2 separate regions of the Mus musculus genome follow, and region 2 is linked to region 1. A link is a contact called in public HiChIP or PLAC-seq data. All regions are on one chromosome and are shown on one strand. Each heading gives the region's core, a stretch centred on a gene start, on an enhancer-like site or on the middle of the called end of the contact. The rest is flanking DNA. Distances are from core to core; before and after follow the strand shown. Region 1 holds the start of A330074K22Rik (RIKEN cDNA A330074K22 gene). Region 2 overlaps Gm27021 (predicted gene, 27021).

Region 1 (3,608 bases), core at 559-3,058:
GCAGCTGCGAACCTCGCAGCGCTTGTTGGGGGGCCGAGCGTTGGGTGGGCAGGGCAGGAGGCTAAGGAAGGGGAAGTGCATGGAGCCCCCAGAGTTGCCGTTGACAAGGCGGGAGGGCACAGCCCGGGCATCCCGTGTACAGTCCTCCCCACAGAGGTAGCAGGCTTCCCGCAGTAGCCCCGCGGTGGGGGCGGGAACCTCTTCCCTAGGGAGTCTCCGGGCCTTGGAGGCCATGCCGGGGGCGTGGCTGTTCAGGGGCACCACGTAGAGCCGCTGCAAGACCGGCACGTTGGCTAGCTCAAAGCTCTGCCACTGGTGTGTGAGGGACGAGAAGCAGCAGGGACACACGAGGGTGCTGCCCGCCTCAGTGATGGGCTGGGCGCCGGGCGGGGGGCTATGTAGCCACAGGAAGGGGAAGAAGGGCGCCTGGGCGGGAGTCTCCTGCTTCTGCACGTGGATCTGCTGCTGCGAGGCCGGTGACAGCGCCGAGCCACAGACGTAGCAACAGCGGGCCTGGCTGTCCGCGGGTATCCGGGGAGGCCGCTCCAGCCCTTCGTCCCCGAGGCTCCCGGCGACGTCGTTGCCCTCGGGGGTGCTACTGCGCTCTGGGGGCGCCGCGGGCCGGCTGGAGGCGGCGCCGTCCGTGCCGTCGGGCGCAGCGGGGCCGGGCCAGGGTTCCTGGATGCCCCTCAGCACGCTGGCTCGCGGCTCCGGAGCCCAGTGCGCCCCTGGCCCCGTGCGCCGGCGCCGGGCTCCGGACTTGCTGGAGTCGTGCGCATCCTCGGGCTCAGGCTCCGGCTCCGGCTCGGGCTCGGGCTCGGGCTCGGGCTCCGGTTCGGGCAGCGCGTCGGCGTCCGACAGCTCCGACAGCTCCGAGTCGCGCGCGTCCTCGGTGTTCCACTCGCGGGCCCCGCGCCGGCCAGCCGCGCTCGCGTCGCACTGATGCGGCCTCTTGAGCCAGTACACGCGCTTGTCCACGGGCGTGCGCGCGCGCTCGAAGGCGGCCCACTGCTCGGCCAGGAAGCAGCGGCACACGGCGCACACCAGCACGCAGCCATCGGTCGCGCTCAGCCCGCGCGCGCCGGGCGCCGGCTCCTGCTGCTGCAGGAACGGGAAGAAGGGCTGCGCGGGGCCCGCCGGCCTCACCGGCAGCTTCAGCTCCTTGCCGCGCGCGATGCCGCCGCCGCAGATGAAGCACGACAGGGCCGCGCCCGCCGCTGCCATGAGCCGCTGCTTACGGGAGAGCGGCGCCGCCCGGCCGCTCATGGCCCGGCCGCCGCGTCCGCCTCCGCGCGCCCCGCGGCTGCCGCTGCTCGGGCCGCGCGCACCGAGGCCCCGCGCCCAACTCGCAAAGTTTGGCGCGCGGCGGCGCGCACGCGGCCCGGGGCGCACCGAGGGTCTCCGCGGCGGTGCCCGGGGCTGCCGAGTCCCGGCGGGTGGCGGCGCGGGCCCAGGCGGCGCCGGAGAGCGCGCCCGGAACGCGGCGGTGGCGACGGTGGCGACGGGCCCCGGGCGGCTGCGGCGGCCGCATGTGCGAGCTCCGGCGCCGGCCCGAGCGTCGGGTCATTTAATTGGGGAGGAGGGAGGCGGGGCGGCGCGGGGCGGAGGGCGCGGGAGGGAGGCGGAGGCGGAGAAGCCTTCCCTCGCGCCGCCCTGCTGCCCGCCTCTTCCCAGGCTCCTCCTCCCCTGACTCGGACTCCTCCTTCTCCTAATCCTCCTCTCCCTCCTCTCCTCCCCTACCTCCTCCTCCTCCTTCTAATCCTCCTCCTCTTCTTACCTCTCTCCGCCCCTCCTCCTCTGACTCATCCTCTCCTCTCGATTCCTCCTCCCCTGACCTCTTCTCTTCCCCAACCCCCTCCTCCACCCCCTCCTCCTCTCTCCCCACCCTCTCCTACCCCCTCACCCCCCTGTGTCCCAAACTATGGCACAATAGGCCCCAGCTCCTCTGTCTATTCTGTGTCCAGCAGGAGCCCGCGGTGATTCATTGCTCCAATTAGGGGCTCTGCAGCCCGTGGCTCGGGCTGTCTGAAGGGTCTCCTTTGGGACCCACGAAACCCATCAGCCGCTGCCGCTGATCTTTAAGAAAAGGTCAAGCCGGACGCGCTAGTGCCAGGTGAGGACGATGGGTGTCTAGGGAGGCTTGGGAAGGGTAACCCCCCTCCAAGATCTGGGGAGGTCCTGGCCCTTCAGCAGCCCAGGGTTGGGGGTCACCTTTCTAAGCCCAGTGCCCTAGTTTTGAAGACAGAGGAAAGAGGAGTTGTCTCCTGCATCACCCTGGAGACAAAGTCCTCCCAGCCTATCTCCCCTCTCCCCCTCCCTCTGACTGGACAGGGCCCACCAGATCACCCTAGGGGTAGAGGTAAGAAGGGTACTGTGTGTCCTGGGACTAAGGACTCAACCTCTCTGTGCCCTTTTCCTTCTTGTTAAAGTGTTCCTGCTGAGACCACAGATATCCAGGACTTAGTGTATTGTATGCAGATACATTGTAGTTATTTAATGCAGAGACAAACCCTTTGCAGGCCAAGTTCAGAGCTGTTACATGCCTCTTAGTTACTTCCCCACAAGAAGCAAGTGTGGGATGCCCCTCATTTTATGACTCAAGAGGCCAGGCAGGATTCAGACCCAGGCAGCAGGGTTCTGCTAGGAGTATGTGGCCTCCCCAGGCAGACATCTGGCCCCTGTCACCCAGAAGCTGCTGGAGACTGTCCTTGGCGCCTCCTAGGCACACAGGCACACACATGTATGACACACACACACACAGATGGTGCCCTTTGGCTCAGGCTGGGTCACTAAGCAATCGTCTCCCATCTGTAAAAGGAGCCCTCAAAGCTTCAAAACTGTGAGCAGTTACTTTCCAGAAGCTTCCAGCTGTCTACCCTGCCAGCTGGAGATGGTGCCTGAACCCCAAAGGCAGGAGCCCCACCACCACCACTGCCACCACTTGGTGAGCTGACATGTAAATAAGGCTGCTCCCCCCCCCCTCCAAATGAGCAGGAGGAAGGGCCTCTTGGGAATCCCTAACATTCCAGAGCTCCAGAATCAACTGGGGTGGGGTGTCAACATGGCAGAGGATGGGACTCTGTCCCTTCCCTGGCCCAAAAAAGTGCTGGCTCAGCAAATTGTCTCGCAGACCAGGGCGGGGAGGCATCCCCTGGCTGCTGGCGTGGTTCATACCTTGTTAGAGGAGAGGCTGATGAAAGGACCCTGTCTGTTCTTACTCAGGAAGGGCCTGGGTGTCTCACTCCATAGGAAGGAGCCTGGGAAAGCTGTTCCTACCTAAGCTCACCCAGGTCTCCCTCAGCCTGGCCCAGCTGCCCATCTTCAGAGCCCTTAAGTCTCTCTCAGCCTTAGGATCTCAGCTGGGGCTGCCGTTTTCCCTCCATGTCTGTTCATCGTCCATTTTCTTTCTTATTTCCTTTGCCCTCTTCTGCCTCCTGCACCCTTTTGTCTCCCAAGAGCCAATCCTCCTAAGTCCATCCTGCACACAGCATAGCCAAGACTGGCTTCATACCTAAGTCCAAAGCCCTAAACCCCATCCTGCCAGCTGTGTGTACCTAAGGCAGAGGCAGACCTCATAACTCTACAAACCTCAGTCTCCTGCTATGTGC
Region 2 (3,608 bases), core at 345-2,844, 390 kb before region 1:
GTCTTGCTTCCTTCTCAGAGAGAACGGGAACTTCCTCACAACACACAGCAAGTGGCAGTGGCAGGTACCCTGGAGGCAATGGGGGCCCCTGGGGTATGTTGGGGGAAGGGTGCTGTAACCCCTTATGTGGCTCCAACCTTCATAGAGTGTAATGGGCTGTGGAAACCAACAACTATCAAGGTACCTGCTCCAGGCCACGAACACATTCTGGGCCATTACCAAGAGCAATAGCATATGAATGTGCACACACCGACACACACCGACACACACACACACACACACACACACATACAAATACGTACACACGCATGCACACATGCACAATCAATTTTCTTTTCTTTTCTTTCTTTCTTTCTTTTTTTTTTTTTTCAAGACAGGGTTTCTCTGTGTAGCTATCCTGGAACTCACCCTGTAGACCAGGCTGGCCTTGAACTCAGAAATCTGCCTGCCTCTGCCTCCCAAGTGCTGGGATTAAAGGCATGCGCCACTACTGCTCAGTGATCAATTTTCTTGAAGCATAATTTACTGTATAGTCCAGGCTAGCCTAAATTAGCCTAAGATAGCCTAAAATTCAATAGCCAGCCTCTAACCTCAACCTCCCAAATGCTGGAATTGTACAGATTACACCTGTGATTCTCAACCGAGGTTGGTGTGTGTGTGTGTGTGTGTGTGTGTGTGTGTGTGTGTGAATACATGTGTCCCACAATAAGAAAGTGCCAGATGTCAGAGAAACACAAGCCCCACAGGATGCTGTGATGCACACACTGTCAGCAGGCAGGAGGCTAAGGCAGGAGGATCAGAGTTCAAGGCCCACACAGTAGAACAAACAAAGCCTTATCTCAAGAAATAAACAAATGAAATGAGACAGGACCATCCTCCTGCCTCACGTCGAGTGCACACTGTTGACTCAGAGATGTCAGACATGAGCCCTGAGTCCAGCTTTGCCTGTTTCCTGTGACTAAGCTCTTACGGTCGGTCACCCTCCTATGTCCAGTTTAGGGTTGAGAGGCCAGGAGAAAGGATCAGAGCTGCTCAGTGATGAAGCCGGGGCTGGACCCTGTGAGCGCTCTCACACAGCTGAGACCCCAGCAGCCTTCCCTGAGAGTCCTGCAGGGCGGCAGGAACTGGTTGCTGGACGTACAGGGGTGCAGGCAGGAGGTCAGCCCTCAGCCTGAACTCTCTCAGTCTCTTCACAGGCTCCTCCCAGTGCGAGCTCCAGCCGCAGGCCCCTGACGCAAGCAGGAGCTTTCCCCTTAATTGAAAAGAGATTTTAAACCATCTCTGTTGGGCCCAGGCCACTATAAAGAGGTAAAAACGGCCAGAGCCATCACCACATCTGTAGGGACATAGGCTTTCGCGACGGTTGGTGTTATAAACAGAAAGTGAAGGAAAATGAACAGCGGCTAGATGTCCTGAGAGAGTCTTAGCATTTTGTCTGCTCAGCCCCTGGTTCCTACCCCAGGGCCTTTGCTAAGGCAGTGGCTGCCCCAGAACCCTTCTCTGTCCCTTCTGCTGCTTTGATTGGCCCCCTCAAGCCACCCATAGTCTGTTGTTTGCCCTTGTTCCTCTTGTGACCAAGCCAGACTCATGACTGTGTCTCCAGGAGCCAACATCAGACCCATGTGACCACACTGTATCTCGGTGTGGTGGCTCTCCTAGCAAAGTGTTCAAATGGGGTCTGTCTTGTCCCCACACAGACCCTGTAATCTTTGTGGTTCCTTTGCTGGGAAGAGTGATCTCAGAGCCCCCTAAAGAGACGGCAGTTGTTGTTGTTGTTGTTGTTATTTTGTTTTGTTTTTCTCTTTTGTGTAAAGGGAGCGCGCCCAGGACAGAAGCTCGCTGCTTTTATTCTGATGCAGGCAGGGCCTGACATGATTACCCAACTGGTACAAAGAGGAAGCATGTGACAGGGCTTGGGGAACATCCAGGGTTGGAAAAAACAGGCAGGAGGTCGGGGAGGTTTGTGGAATATTGACTAGCTCCCTCTGATAGAGAAACATGTCTCACTCTGTTTCTGTTGCTGGAACCTGGAGCAGGAGGCAGGGCAGGCACAGGGACCAGGCAGAGCAGCACCTGTGGAGTCATTTTGATCTCAGTTTCCCATGCCCAGCGCCTGGTGCACTGCCTGGTACCCAATGGATGCACAATGAATGCCTGTTGTCCGAGTCTGAGCTCCTCCAGGGCCAGGGCTGGGGTTGTTTATTCCTTTACCCAGAAGTGGGTCACAGAAGCCTGATACAACAAGTAGGCAGCCCTGGCCAAGATGGGCTTCGTTCCCAAGTCCAGGGCCATCTAACAAGAGAGAAGGTAGCTCATGCTGAGCCTGAGCCCCGCCCCCCCCACCCCCCTGAGTGCAGGTGTTCACCACCACACCCTTTTTTTTTTTTTTTTTTTTTGGTTTTTCGAGACAGGGTTTCTCTGTATAGCCCTGGCTATCCTGGAACTCACTTTGTAGACCAGGCTGGCCTCGAACTCAGAAATCTGCCTGCCTCTGCCTCCTGAGTGCTGGGATTAAAGGTGTGAGCCACCACGCCTGGCTTTTTTTTTTTTTTTTTTTTTTTAATGTGGTGCTGGGTATGGAACCCAAGATTTTGTGTATGCTGGGCAAGCTCTATCTTCTAAGCTAACCTGCCAGCTAGCACCCACCCCAGCTGTATGCAGAGATCGTGGAGCCCCTGACGGGCACGTGGGTGCTCTTCATACCAGGTGCCTCTTATTGGTTGGATTGTTAAGGAAATGCTAAAATTGAGCCAGCTGGTATTCCTGGGAGGTGCATTAAAAGATACTCAGCAGAGTGACCTGAGATGATAGAATTAATGACAGGCAGTGTAGCCCAGTGGTTTCCCAACCTCCCTAAAGCTGCAACTCTTTTAATATGTCGTGGTGAACACCCCCCCCCCCACACACACACACATACAACCATAAACCAAGCGGCAACCATTTTGTTGCTACTTCATAGCTATGATTTTGTTACTGCTATGAATTGTAATGTAAAAATATCTATGTTTTCCAACGGTCTTAGGCGAACCCCTGTGTTTATGGGGGTTGCACAGGTTGAGAACAGTGGGTCTAGCCCCTCTGTGGGGTCATTATGTATCCCCAGCAGGACAGAGAACAGGCTGAAACAGTTGAGACCACTGCCTAGGCAGATTGACTTTCGGCTTTCCGACTGGCTCACCCGGGTCCTGGGCTCAGCAGGTTGGAGCCTTTTGTGTGTGAGAGTTGCTTTGTTGGAGGAAGACAATGGGCCGGCTCCCAATAGAGCCAGAGTGCTGTTTGATAAAGCACCAGTAGAGGGAGCCCGTGAGCCATAATGCCGGCTCAGGGACAGAACTTTGAGTCTTTTGGGAGGGGAGGCCTGGGGAAGGCTGAGAGGGAACCTTGGATCCTGGGGTGTCCTAGGTGGAGTCTAGATGTGGGGTCATGGGCATGAGTTCACTTGGCCCTGAGCTTTAGGGCTAAGAAATGAGAAATGGGGTCCGAAGCAGGAAGGGTTAGAGCCACAGGAACGATAGGTTGCTATAGGACGTGCCATTCACATATGTATCATTTCAATAATCTGGGTTTTTTTTATTATTTTTATTTTTCTAAATTTATTTTATGTCTAT

What was found. HiChIP or PLAC-seq counts read pairs in DNA pulled down with a chosen protein or histone mark.
Region 2: an H3K4me3 HiChIP or PLAC-seq map of forebrain shows a contact between it and region 1, with 5 times the contacts expected there. The contact joins the enhancer-like site here to the promoter of A330074K22Rik in region 1. A contact is called at or near these places in 9 of 115 datasets of contacts at active chromatin or transcription factors (craniofacial prominence, embryonic basal ganglia, embryonic forebrain and 6 more) and 2 of 9 other capture datasets (adipose tissue and embryonic stem cells).

What each region holds. Positions count from the first base shown.
Region 1 is chr8:120,226,430-120,230,037 of GRCm38.p6, reverse strand. A330074K22Rik (RIKEN cDNA A330074K22 gene) reads left to right here and starts at 1,808. Exons shown (of 3, transcript NR_110496.1): 1 at 1,808-2,113. It also overlaps a transcript of Gse1 not described here.
Region 2 is chr8:120,617,962-120,621,569 of GRCm38.p6, reverse strand. All of the region lies in intron 2 of Gm27021 (predicted gene, 27021), which reads left to right. All of the region lies in intron 2 of 1190005I06Rik (RIKEN cDNA 1190005I06 gene), which reads left to right. Among named protein-coding and RNA genes, the nearest start is that of Gm33075, 8.9 kb to the left of the region's middle. Within about 2 kb of position 1,594, at least 107 of the 459 cell types and tissues checked have an H3K27ac peak or open chromatin away from gene starts, as enhancers often do. A contact at or near this core is called in adipose tissue, embryonic forebrain, forebrain and 2 more, where this site is marked.